Regions from separate parts of the Zea mays genome. Here region 2 is linked to region 1. A link is a contact called in public Hi-C data. All regions are on one chromosome and are shown on one strand. Each heading gives the region's core, a stretch centred on a gene start, on an enhancer-like site or on the middle of the called end of the contact. The rest is flanking DNA. Distances are from core to core; before and after follow the strand shown. Region 1 holds the start of LOC100286352 (oleosin Bn-V). Region 2 holds the start of LOC542337 (acidic ribosomal protein P2a-2).

What was found. A called contact is a pair of places that touch in the nucleus more often than the background predicts.
Region 2: a contact with region 1 is called in a Hi-C map of ear, with 4 times the contacts expected there. The contact joins the promoter of LOC542337 here to the promoter of LOC100286352 in region 1. A contact is called at or near these places in 4 of 25 Hi-C or Micro-C datasets (ear, endosperm, leaf and 1 more).

The regions. Positions count from the first base shown.
Region 1 is chr8:74,477,499-74,484,347 of Zm-B73-REFERENCE-NAM-5.0, reverse strand. It overlaps LOC100286352 (oleosin Bn-V), which reads left to right and starts at 3,723. Exons shown (of 1, transcript NM_001159239.1): 1 at 3,723-4,626. The coding sequence starts at 3,801. The coding sequence ends at 4,274. It overlaps LOC109941797 (protein CHUP1, chloroplastic-like), which reads left to right. Exons shown (of 19, transcript XM_023300878.1): 11 at 818-866; 12 at 1,033-1,188; 13 at 1,331-1,462; 14 at 1,548-1,729; 15 at 1,885-1,932; 16 at 1,934-1,994; 17 at 2,135-2,251; 18 at 2,254-2,286; 19 at 2,380-2,761. The coding sequence ends at 2,478. It overlaps LOC100274568, which reads left to right and starts at 5,207. Exons shown (of 1, transcript XM_008657837.2): 1 at 5,207-6,435. The coding sequence starts at 5,717. The coding sequence ends at 6,190.
Region 2 is chr8:74,616,782-74,623,630 of Zm-B73-REFERENCE-NAM-5.0, reverse strand. It overlaps LOC542337 (acidic ribosomal protein P2a-2), which reads right to left and starts at 3,350. Exons shown (of 4, transcript NM_001111918.1): 1 at 3,300-3,350; 2 at 2,476-2,564; 3 at 1,960-2,183; 4 at 1,502-1,762. The coding sequence starts at 2,563. The coding sequence ends at 1,736. LOC109941579 (protein ANTAGONIST OF LIKE HETEROCHROMATIN PROTEIN 1-like) reads left to right here and starts at 6,029. Exons shown (of 2, transcript XM_035961716.1): 1 at 6,029-6,849. The coding sequence starts at 6,264.

The DNA.
Region 1 (6,849 bases), core at 2,474-4,973:
GATCCCTGCATTGGAGCTTCTTATAAACTGTAGCGGGTTTTCTGAAGCTAGTGGAACTTTGTAAAGGCCTCGTAGTGTTACCCTGCCTCGCCTCCTCGGTAGAGGTGTATGGGAAGTCGCGATCCCTTGGCAGATGGGTAACATGACTTGTGGGTAAAGATGCGCAACTTCTACATAGTGTAAAACTGGTATACTAGCCGTGCTCACGGTCATGAGCAGCTCGGACCCTCACATGATTAATTTATGGAACTAAATTCAATTTGCCATATGCATTGCATTGCAGGTGATGTTGTTACTTTTGTTCTACTATTTAATTGGGTTGGTATTTACTTATACTTAGTAACTGCTAATAAAATTTTGACCAACTTTAAAAGCAATGCTCAGCTCTAACCATCTCCTTTCGTAAGCCTTACACTTCACGTGAGCTCCCATCTTTGGCGAGTTCATACACATTATTCCCCACAACTTGTTGAGCGATGAACGTATGTGAGTTCACTCTTGCTGTCTCACACCCCCCACAGGTCAAGAACAAGTACCACAGGATGAGGCACATGGAGGATGCTGTGACGAGTTCGTGAGAGGTCTATGCCGTCGTCTCTCAGTCAACTTTGGGTTGCTGGATCGTTTCCTCGTATGATGTAATTATTTAATTATTTTGTATAGAACTCCTGTTATATAGTAAAGATGTGACATTCGATCATGTGCCACTATGCATCATATGTGTGAGACTTGGTCCCAGCACACCTGGTGTTTATGTTTGCGCACGGGCTTTGGACCCCTAAAACCCGGGTGTGACACACCACCACTGCCCACCACTGCCGCCACCTCCGGGTGCTCTACCAAGGAACCTTGGATGGGGTGACAAGGTACACCTAAGGGTGGTAATGGATCATGACCCTAATGCTTCTTTCACAAACCAAAAAGGCCCTTAATTTTGTTAGTTCAAAATTGTATTGTTTTATGATTCGACCCTAACTTGACCCGATCCTTAAATTTGCTAGGCTAAATTAAATGGCCCGTTACCACCTCTAGGTACACCGTGCACCGGAGATTGTGGAGTTCTATCAAAGTCTCATGAAGCGTGAAGCAAAAAGAGAGACATCTTTAGGATCAATGTCATCCAATGTTTATGATGCCAGAAGTAACATGATTGGAGAGATCGAGAACAGATCAACATTCCTCTTAGCTGTAAGTATTTTTTGCCGGCACCACCTGGCACAAGAATCCTGCCAAATTTATGAGTTCCACTATTAATACATAATTATAACTAGTAACCAAATTTTAATAATGCAAAGTGACAAATGTTTTATAAAAACATGGAATGCTCCAGGTAAAAGCTGATGTGGAGACACAAGGAGAATTTGTTGAGTCTCTAGCAAATGAGGTCCGAGCAGCAAGCTTTGTAAATATTGATGATGTTGTTGCATTTGTAAATTGGTTGGATGAGGAGTTATCTTTCTTGGTAAGCAGCCCGAACAGGCCCTCCATACTACACCTTTGTTACAAAGTACCAGTTATTGTACTTATGACACATTTTCACATTTTAGGTTGATGAGCGAGCAGTGTTAAAGCATTTTGATTGGCCAGAGAGCAAAACAGATGCAATAAGAGAAGCAGCTTTTGAATACCAGGATCTGATAAAGTTACAGAACAAGGTTTCATCCTTTACCGATGATCCACAACTTGCATGTGAATAAGCTCTCAAGAAGATGTATTCTTTGCTTGAAAAGTAAGTGTCTCATCAGACCTAGTATTCTCTCTAGCATAGTCCTTCAGAGTGAAACAGCAACATTTTTGCCTGGTTCAAGATATGTATGTGATGAACATAATTTTACTCAAAAGTGATGGTTTCATTGTACTAACTAGCATCAATACTTATGCCAGAGTGGAGCAGTGTGTCTATGCACTACTCCGTACAAGAGACATGTCCCTCACGCTACAAGGAGTATGGGATCCCAGTTGACTGGTTGTCTGATTCCGGAGTAGTTGGCAAGGTGTGCATCTCTAGCATACACTCCAATTTCGCCAAACATGTGTTAAAAACATGCATTTTTAATTCCTTATGAAGGTGGGTATGATTTTACTCAGAGTATGCACCTAAATGAACTCAATAATTTATTTGCATGTTGGATATATCAAATTGGCATCTGTTCAGCTTGCGAACAAGTATATGAAGAGGGTTGCATCAGAACTTGATGCGTTGGAAGGCACTGAGAAAGAGCCCAATAGAGAGTTTTTGCTTCTCCAGGGTGGCAGGGTGTGAGGTTCTCTTTCCGTGTTCATCAGGTAAAATCCTCACGCCAATATTTTCAGAACCCAGGTACTTCACAGGTGATATGAATATTTCGAATCAGTAACTTATTCATCTACCTTCTGCAGTTTGCTGGGGGATTTGATGCAGAAAGCATGAAAGCTTTTGAAGAGCTAAGAAGCAAGATGAGTACACATAAATCTGCTCCACAGATATCTGAAGGCTGAAGCATGAGTTGAACACAGGATTCAACACACATCTGGTCTTACTTGCTGGATACTGATTTTTAGTTGTGTACAAAAGAGAAGTTTAAATTCCAGTGTGGTGTCAAGCAAGTTGTATATGCTAAGAGAATACAAGTCATCAGGTTATGTTCATTTATTTTTTATGAAAGTAAGGGCAGGACAGGTTATGTTCATGCATATAACAGTTTTAGCTCAAGTGTATACCTTTTCATTTTAAAGGCTGTAACTGTAAACAGGCAGCTCCAGAAAATGAATCACTTGGGCATGTTTTTGTTGCTACGCATATACTACTAATAAAATGTCAAAAGCGTCCATTCGGTTAGTCCGGTACCCATGGAGATAATTCGTCTGAATGAACCTTGCCGTCTTTGTTAAAAGAAAAAAAAATTACTTTGTGCCTCACCGCATTCGATACTTTGAAGAAATTGACCCGTTACCAGTTACCACCCACGCACATACAGTGCTAGAACAGCAGATCTGACTTGAAGAAGCATATATCAAGACAAAAGTCCACCTGAACGGAGACAGTCGAGGTTGTGGCGGAGAGCTCCACCTGAACGCCGAAGTGGAACCGAACAGTTCCAGTGGTTGGCCGTGGCGAGCTGGCCACCTACTAGTCTCCGGGGAGGGGGCTGGCTCCAGCGCCTCCGAGCGCGGTGCCAGTGTCGCCGTCGCGTGGGTTCCGGTTCCGGCCGCCGCCGCTTGCCGGGGAATCCAAACGGCAGACGGGGTCGCCGTGACCGTGAATCGTGTTTACTTGGGCCTTATCTAGGCCACAACGTTTGTGACTCTGTGAGCTTATTGTTTGGGCCCATCTCTTTGGCGTGTCTGAGAACGAATTTTATCATCAAGCCCACGAAGCCAAACCAGGATCCTACCCACCTAGCACATACTAGTGAAGAAGGTAAACAAAGTGTATTTTCATGTTAATTCACATGCGCGTGGTCGACACCACACCACACGACTTAAAACTCGGTGTTATGTTCTACGACCACAAGAGCCATGTTAATTTTAAGCCGTGTCTGCGCCATGATCCGAAGAGCGCGTACAGTGAGAGAAGAAACGCACGGCCGCCAGCAGCTGCCGCGGGAGCGAGGCAGCACGTCCGTTGGTCGGCCCGGGCGGGAGCGAGGCACACGTCGCGCATGCACGCGCGGCGCCCGGACACGTGCCGGCGCGGGCACGTCCCTCTCCGCGCCTTATACTCCTCCCCGCCATTTCCCAGCAGCCACAACAAGACAGAGAGATACCCGATCGCCACCGCCGACCGGACTCCCCTCAAAGGCGGCCACAGCACAGCGAGCATGGGAGACCGGCATCAGCATGGGCCTGGCAGCGGCGTGGAGGACCCGGCGACGCTGCTGCGGCGGGTGCAGACCCGCGCGCCCAACTCGACGCAGGTGGTGGGGTTCCTGACGCTGCTCGTCTCTGGCGCCGTGCTGCTGCTGCTGACGGGGGTGACGCTGACGGGCGCCGTGGTGGCGCTCGTCTTCCTGGGCCCCATCGCGCTGCTCACCAGCCCCATCTGGGTGCCCGTCGCCGTCGTGATCTCCGCCATCGTCGCCGCCGCGCTCTCCGCCTGCGCCTTCGCCGCCGCCGCGCTCCCCGTGGCCACCTGGATGTACCGCTACTTCACGGGCCGCCACCCCGTGGGCGCCGACCGGGTGGACTACGCGCGCAGCCGGATCGCCGACACCGCCAGCCACGTCAAGGACTACGCGCGCGAGTACGGCGGATACCTGCGCACCCGCGCCAAGGACGCCGCGCCCGGCGCGTAGGCGCGCGCCGCCCGGCGTGCATGTGCTGCAACCCCCGTCCGTGGTGCCGCTAGCTATAGGTCATCATTGCTGTCGTCGTCGTCGTCTTAGTTCCTCTTGCATTGCGTGTGCGTACTCTGCTCCAATCATCCCCCGCCCGTGTTGTCAAGCAATTTCTGGTCCTCTTGCTTGCTTTCTCTAGGAGATGCTGTTCATTTCGATCTCTTGGCGCAATTTGATCTTTCGCTTGGTGTAATTAGGTCATTAGTTAAATCATAAGAGACTCGTGTTCATGGTCTTTCTCACAACCTTAAAACAACTAATTGTTGTTGAAAAGAATATATATAGGTAACCTTGCTCAGTTTTCGTCGAACAGAATGATGGCAACCTTTCTTCTGCAAACAGTTGCAGATAATGCCTAGGATTTTTGTTCTCTGTGCTGAATCATCTATACAATCCGACGTATGTACTCACCTCCCGAGGTTGCTCCATCCCAAAACTGGAGTTGGCATAGCGTGGTCCCCGTACGATGCATAACAAGTGTCATACAGAAGGTTGTGTCATGTGTGTATCTAGTGTGCCACATGCTATAATCTCTGTAGTCTTTTAATTACCCTTTGGGGTGTTAAAGGGCGATCAGAGTGACATCAGTGATCTAAGGTACGTAGACCGCATAAATGGTCGTGTCTCGTGAACCCAAGCACGACTTATTATGGACCTCAGACTGACTTAGTATGGTTATTGTGGTGACATGCAGTACATGTGCTGAGCTAAAATGCTCGACCAATATAGTCCGACCTATTTAATTAGTTGTACCCTGTCACTACATGTAAATTTTCTCATCCAGTCTTCCCCGTCCCGTCGTTGCTCCTGAATAGAGTTAGTAATAGAATAATAGATCACAACCCGAATATTTCCTCACAAATTGATTGAGTCCTTAATTAATTCTAGCTTAAAACTTAATTAATTCTAGCTTACAAGTCCGATCCTTAAATTTTATTACTAGTCCTACTTCGAGTAATCACCGTATACATGTACTCGCGTATTTAACAGTCATTCCAGGACATCACACATGTTCTGAGTGCGAACATATGCAACAGATCATGTTTAGTCGTTTCAAACACGTGAACGCGCCCGCAAAAACATACACACTCGCGAGGCAATTAAGTCGTTGACCATTACCGGACAGACATGTTCCATTTCGCTACGGCATTTTACTTTGACCATCCATCCGATGATCCAATCCAAGATGCTGTCTTGGACCCGACCACGTACACAACAACCCTGATTCCCTGAAGCCTTCCGCCCCTCTTTCTGACTTGGGTTTAGTTTCGCAGCAGCAGTGAAAGTGCCCCGCCCAAAGAAACCAGCCGCGCACGTACTTGCATTGCATAAGCATAAATGAAGGGTCCGGCCGGCGCCATAGCCATATATACCGAGCCTGAATTTGAAACCCCCCTCCCATGGAGGCTGAGGCGTTCCCAATACGGTCCACGCGGGCTGTCCGTCGCCGCAAGTACCACCGCCTGGGCCAGCTGACGGACGTCGACGACGGCACCGAGCTCCGGGCGCGGCAGCTGGTGGGGCGCCTGCGCTCCGGCGGCGGCGCACGCTTGCGGCGGCGGGTGCGCGTGCTCCTGGCGGGCCCGCGGCGTGCGCTGGCACGGGCGCGGGACGCGTGCGTACGCGGCATGCTGGCTCTGGCCAGGCGGGCGTCGGCACTCGCGCTGCCCTGCGGCGCCGTCGCGAAGCAGCAGCGGGTCGCGGCGCCCGGCAAGCCCACCGAGTTCGAGCGGCGCCTCGTCTTGGAGATGTACAAGTCCATCGTCGCGTCCAAGGAGCTCACCGCCATGCTCCACTCCTCCGCCGCGCACCTGCCGCCCAAGAGTACGCCCGCTGCGGGGATCCCGTCGTCCACGCATCTGCTCGACATGTGATCCACCATTTCACCGCCGATGGAGGAGGAAAACGTACGAGCTGATTCGCTTAATCACTGCTAGAGAAATTAATTCAGAGGATCGTCCCAAGCTGTTCAGCAGCGTCGTCGTTATATACGACAGTAGCTAATTTTATGATGCATGTGCACATGTCATGCATCCACGCCCTAGTACTATACCGTGTGTTAAAATTATAGACATTTTCCATATCATTTTAATTGCATAAATTAACATTATGATGATGACATATAAAAGACAATTAACCATATAAATCATGATCTCAAATTGATCCATACCAATATGGATCAAGAGAACATAAAGCATATGAATCATAAATATAATAAGTATATCAACATGTTTCATGAATTATTACTGTTGGGAATCATAATTAGGTGTACTCCCAAGACTCCTAATCTCAGCTGATAACCCCCATCAGCACAAAGCTGCAAAGGCCTGATGGGTGCGATTAAGTCAAGGCTCGGTCCACTCAAGGGACACGATCTCGCCTCACCCGAGCCCAGCCTCGGGCAAAGGGCAGCCGACCCCGGAGGATTCACGTCTCGCCCGAGGGCCCCCTCAAGCCACGGACACACCTTCGGCTCGCCCGAGGCCCAATCTCCGCCAAGAAGCAACCTTGGCCAGATCGCCACACCGACCGA
Region 2 (6,849 bases), core at 2,101-4,600, 140 kb before region 1:
CACCCGGCTCTGTCACTTAAATCCGGGTGTGACAGAAGTGTTATTAAAGGAAATGTTAACTGTAGGACGAAACCTAGATAGAAATGGATAAAACTCTTACCTACTTACCTTACTATAATTCATTCTATACTTATCTTGATCATGTCTCACCTTTTGTTGTCATACTCTGATTACTCTTATCTTTTCCACTCTAAGACAAGATGGATTTCACACCTTAGAATTCTACATTTATGACATTCTTAAGAGATAGGGAACCTAAGACAAAATTAAAACTATTTTTTTATTTAAAAATGTTTGTTGATTGTTCTGATGATAAATGACTGGTTTGCTTTCTTTGATTGATTGAAATATTATAAATGGACATCTTAGCATATACTACCATAAGCTAATGAATTAGCTTTGGTAAGTAAAACATTAATCTGTTTAGCTAATAAATACCCGAAAGTAATGATTTGATCTAGGTGGCGAGTTAACTTTATGGCGCCAAGGATGATCTTTAGTTCGTTTTATATTTATCATTTATTTTGTAAGACTTCCGCTATGTAATAAATACTCTGATGTTATTGTGACATTTATCTATATACACTCTGTTATTATATATGTTGTCTTCTTTAGCGCATGTATGAAATACACCGGGCTTTGTCCCTTAAATTTGAGCGTGATCCAAATATGTTTTATGACCTTTCTGCGTTGTAAATAACACTTGTGTTTTTCCTATTCCTAATTTCTGAAAATCTTGTGTTCCAATAAACCGAGAGGCTGGAAATTAAATGGATATTAATATTTTGGCAGCCAAGTCTTAAAATTTGGAATATATGTATAAAAATAAAATATAAAACACATTTCTATATAACAAACGCGTACACAAAGCTCGCTCCTCAGTAAGCCACGTCATCCTTTGGTTGTGCAGCCGTTCGATCGCGCTTGCAGCCGTTCGATCGCGCTTCGACGGTCCCGTGCAGCTCTCCAATCCGCTACGCAACGAGAAGTTTCCAGATGCTCCATCACCTCCAGCTAAACGCCCACCGTCCGGCCCCAGCTTGTGCGTAGCGTCGCCCATGAAGCTCCTCCCTCCCATGGAATTTCTCTCATCGTCTCACTCGAGAACAATCTCGTGCCGACCGCCCACATCTTCTCGGCAATACTCTCTACCACTTCCTTCCAAACTCCATCCTTCAACTCCATCCTTCAACACGGCGGACGCCTTCTCTACGAGCTCCTTGGCCTCCTTCAGATCCAGATCCGTGAACGGAGGAGGTAGGCGCGCTCCTGGACGAGGACGTGGCGAGGTATGCCACGGCCGACCTAGTATCTATACATAATTTCATATACTTATAGAATTTGACCATAATGTAAAATTGTTTAAAATAAAAGGTACCACAAGATCTTACGAAGCATTAATATCAGCTTGATAACTCTAGGCTCACCGCCATCAAGTGATTTTGTGATTGCAAATAGCTATAGTAGGTGAATAAGGATGAACAAAGCAATATCAACATGTAACAACAAAATAGTTAAAAAGCCAGGAAACTTTGGGATAACAAATTCAGGATATAAGATAGAAAAACTCTGGTTCACGAGTAAATCCCAACCAGCATAGCAACCTACGGCTGAATTACCAAATATAAAGACAAGTAGCAGTACTTTCCAACATAAAACAAGGTTAAAATCTAAACATGACTCTGGTTTTCCTCTGGTTTCACTGCCCGAAACAATACTGTGATGACTGTGCAGCCTAGTCGAAGAGGCTGAAGCCCATATCCTGCATAAAAGATAATTAACATGATAAAATCTCTGGATGTGTCGACAGCAAAGGAAACAACAGTATAAAAGAATCGGTGGCCATGATATCAAGATGAATTGAAAGTAGTATATTCATAATACCAGAACAGAGTAATTTATTACTGCTGCTCTGATAGGGAAAAATGTGCAGCCAGAATTGGAGAACAACGATCTTACATCATCGCTTTCTTCCTTCTCTTCCACCTTCTCTTCTTTCTTTGCCTCAGCTGTAGGAGCAGCTCCGCCAGCAGCAGGTGAAGCTGCCGCAACAGCGACACCACCGCCACCACATGGGACTGAAGCAAACTTCTCCCTGCCCGCGGCAATGAGCTCGGTGATGTCCTTACCGCTCAGTTGGGACAGCAGGAGTTCCATCCTTTCATTGTCAACTTCACAGCCAACTGCAACATGAACAAGTAAGAATGATTGCATTAGATGCTTTTGCTACATGAGCCATGCGGCCAAGTACAACCAGAAGAGCAGAACACTAAATCAGTGAATACAGGACCACTATTGTGATGAATACCAATCAAACCAATTGTGCTAAATAATTGTTAACTTCTAGTTAAACATAAAAACCCTACTTTCAAGAAGCAGGTAATGCTATTGTCAGAATTGTGTCTTTTCCATAAACCAAAGCAGAGTTAATAGTAACAAGAGTTATCCATTGGAATGACAGTTAAATGAAATTACCTGACTCCAGAATGGCAGTCAAATCCTCAGCGGAGGGGCTGGCGTTCCCAGCGAGGACAGCAAGCAAGTAGGCAGCAACAAACTTCATCCTGCTCAAGCCATCAAAAATCATCGTATCAGTTACTTCAACTCTTTAGCTACATGACAGTGAGGTCAGGTAATAAAATGGTAAAGCAACTGACCCAAGGAACTAAAGCAAATCAACCTAAAAATCAAATTACCAGAGTACCTTGAATCTATTGTCTGCTAGAATCCAAAGAAATGCTCAAGCACTAATGTATGATAACAACAGTTATGTTGAAGGTGTCAGACAGCAGGACATACTGAAGCACCAGAAAAAATACCAACAGGCTTAACGGACAACCAAACAGAAGAGCATAGAGACCAGTATCTACGGTGAAAACACCAAATTTACTTGGTGAATGCGTACTACAGACCACAACAAGTAAACATGCACGCTCATGGACCAGAGCAAATCTTAACAAGGCCCTCCTCAACTAGAGATATAAGTCAACAAGCGGTCAAGGCATGTTATAAATAGATCAAGGATTCATTTAAATCCCAATATGAGAAACCAGCGCATCCACCACAGTAGCAGGGACCGTATCTAGTTCCCGTTCCCTAGCATCCGGCGCCACCTCCGCGTCTCATCTCCACACTACGTCGCAGGTACAATCGAGCCAGAAAAATCTGGCTGACGGTGGAATCAAGCGGGCATCGACGGCGACGCGCCTTGACCATGTGGCGAGCCGGAAGACGACTCAAGGTAAACATGAGGCAACTCGAAACACTATCACAAGAAGAAGCGAAGATTCGGAACTTACGTGCTCCGAGGACCCGGTCAACTGCGAATATCTGGAACAATCAAGCAAGCGGAATGACATCACTCGTCAGTGACGATTTGCGAGGGGAGGCTATATAGTACAGGAAGAAGAAGAGGAAAACAGGAGGGAGCGCCGCCACCTCGAGAGGAGAGGGACTGCGGAGCTGCTAGGGTTTTCGCATGCGGAGGAGACGGCTGGGAGTTTAGGTAGCTTCTGGGCTTCAGTGGGGCATATTGTCTTCACTGGCCGGTCCAGACATCGCATGTTATTTGGGCTAGACCCGATCTGCAGCCCATTAGGCCGGCCGTCCGGGCCAAAAACTACCGTTTTCATGAGCTACCTCAGCGGCCTCCGCGAAGCGCCGGGCGGCAAAGTCCGGAATCCGAGGATGTCACAGATGCCGACCAGCTACTGTCTGGACAAGACTAGCATTAGTTATATTTATAATAGAGACACGGTATCTAAAATATAATTTTGATCAATATTTTTTTAAATATAAATAAACTCATAATATATTTTAAATTTTATAAAGTATTTATTAAGATAAATCGGTGTATACAAATATTATATTTTAGAACTACATAATAAATAGTTATTTGTAGTCAAATTTTATAAATTTAATTTAAATCTTAACTAAAACGACAACTAATAGAAAATATGCGGGAGTATTGTGTTGTGTGTTTGGCTCCATGCTGTATTGCTCCTCGGACAAAAAAGAAAATTATCTCCTAACAGCGAAAAAAGGTAATTATCTCCTGTGTATTGTTCTCATAGCATCGGAGATGATTCACAACAATCACATGCCGAGGGTCAAGTTGATTTGGTTTTGCATGATTTCTTGTGCAGCAATTGTAAATGGTTTTTTATTAGGGTCAGAAAAAATGCAGATAAAATGTTTTGGTTCAGCTCTGACTAGCTTCATTTCCAAATATGAAAATATCTGATTATTAAAGTTTTGATAGGCAACATAGAAGCGTGTGTATAACCAGAATGCATGTGTCTATATTTCTTGGTAAAGCTTTATTTCCTTTTCACAAACTGAAGACACCATAGCTCAAAGTGCAACAAATCAATCGCCCAAGAAGCAAAATAGTGTGCAACAGAGTGGCTATTCAGGCAAGAGCACAGTTCTGAATGCAGAGTTTGTTCGTTTCATGGATTTGATCTTGCAAATTTCTGTATTAATTAGTCAGATTTGCTTGGTAATTACAGCCCGTTTGGTTCCCTAGAATTGGTCCAAATTGAATTAAATTCCATGTCTCGGCCTGTTTAAATCCCCTTAGAATTGAATTGGCCATTTCAGCCCATTTCCCATCCCTGAAAATTTGGGCTTGTCTCATTTCAGACCATCACCCATCGGAAAGCGTCAGAAAGTGGCTAGGGTTAGCCGTCCCGCTCCGCTCGCAGCATCGCTCGCCGCTCACGCCGCCTCGCTCCCTGCTCGCGGCATCGCTCTGCTCCAATCCGCCGCTCCACTCCAAGTCACACGGAGGCAGCCATCGCAGCCTCGCCCGACTCTGTTTCCCCTGTTCTTTGGGTGAGTTCTCTGCTGATCCATTCTCCCCTGAAAATCTTCGCCGTCGCATCTGAAAATATTTTGCCGCGTGATTAATTCCGAGCAAGGATAGGGGGTAATCGTTTCATCTCTGTAGCGGGAATGAATTGGATCGTTTCGCGCCTTTGTAGCGCTGGTGTATGCGAATGCCGACCCCCTATGACATCACATCACAGGTCACACACACACGGTCCGTATATCATATCATTCCTGGTCCTCTTGCTGCCTTGGTAGGTACTAGTGTTTATTCCTCACCAACCAATTCTTGCTCCAGAGCATGCTAGATCGTACTCCTACGTAGGTCGTAGGTACACGACCGGAATACGTGTACATCCATCATGAGTTGCATGCATGTCCTACTCCTAGTAGCAGCAGCATCAGAAATTTAGCAACTAGGCAGGCGCATTGGTAATCCGTTGATGGTCAATGCCGACTTTCTCCGGCGCAACGTGTTGTTTTACGGGTGTCGTCAAACATAAAAAGTGCTTCTTGATAACATGTTCTTGTTATTCTTCACCATCAGTCTTAAGGGTACATTATTACGTTGCTCTGAACTCTTATGACGGGAAGGCATTAGCAGATCAGAGGTAGTCTGAAGTCTGAACTGCCTATGAACTGGAACTGACTGCGAGGGCTGTTTGGCTGGTCCTTGTAATCAATTATTGGTTGGTCAATCATGCAGGGGAGGATATAGTTACCACTTCATACATAGAATTAAATCCACTATTGATAGTTATAATCGTGCAGACATAGTTCGTACCTTAGCTTGCAGGCTGTCATTTACTAGCATTTGTTCCATTAGTTTGCTTCGATCGGGGAGACTGTAATGTAGCTTTGTCCGAGGGCATAAATAATCTGTGTGGATATTTGGTTCCTGTCCATTTTTAAGGGCGCCTGCTTGAAAAGACAAATGGAAATAGGAAGGGAAGGAAAAGACAAATGGATTTTTTACTTGTCTGTTGTTCTGATATCTTCTGAACTCCCTCACTTGAAACCTATGTGATCAACAGAGATGTGCTACTGCTGTTCAGGAATCTACTTTTTCTTCTTTTGTGTGTTAAGTGATGTTTCCAACAAAGTTTTTTTGCAGTCTCGTCTAACTACCTCCAACAAATCATTTGCAGGAGTGTTAAAACAACTCGCTGTTTTGGGATTTGCCGTCTCAAGTTTCATCTAGCTACCTCGAACAAATCTTTCAATCTCCATGGCTACATCGGTACTTCTCCTATTCCACCTTGTGCTCCTACTAGTAGTGTTTTTATTCTTGAGTAGAGCATTTTGCTTTCAACTAGCATGTCTAATTGCATATAAATTACTTGTTCTAGATATCAACTCAATATACTAACGAGGAGGAAATTAAAAGGAAGAGAAAGAAGCGAAAGAGAGTTGTTGTATTAGCTGTGTCTATTATGGCTATTATTGCAAACCGGTATCAATGGAGGAGACCTAGACACATCGTAGATGCTAACGAAGTTCAAGAGAGAAATGTCGAGTCTAGAAAACAAATGCTACGTAATATGTACCAGGGTTCAAATGTCTATTGCTATGACAGTTTGCGCCTAACTAAGAGATCTTTTAGTGACTTGAGTGCCATCTTACGGGAAAAGAGTGGCCTACAGGATACCTTAAATGTGTCGGTAGAAGAAAAGCTTGCAATTTTTCTGCTTATAGTAGGTCATAACACCAAAATGAGGTTGATCCGTAGCACTTATGGGTGGTCCCTTGAACCAATCAGTCGACACTTCAACGAAGTGCTTAGAGGGATTCTATTTTTAAGTCATGAGTTCATCAAGCTTCCTAATCCAGAAACCACTCTACCTGAGGATCCAAAGTGGAAATGGTTTGAGGATTGTCTAGGTGCACTAGATGGCACACATATCGATGTGAATGTTCCATTGAATGACCAAGGTAGGTATAGAAATAGGAAGCAACGAATCACCACTAATGTATTAGGGGTTTGTGATCGACAAATGAAGTTTTTGTATGTCTTGGCTG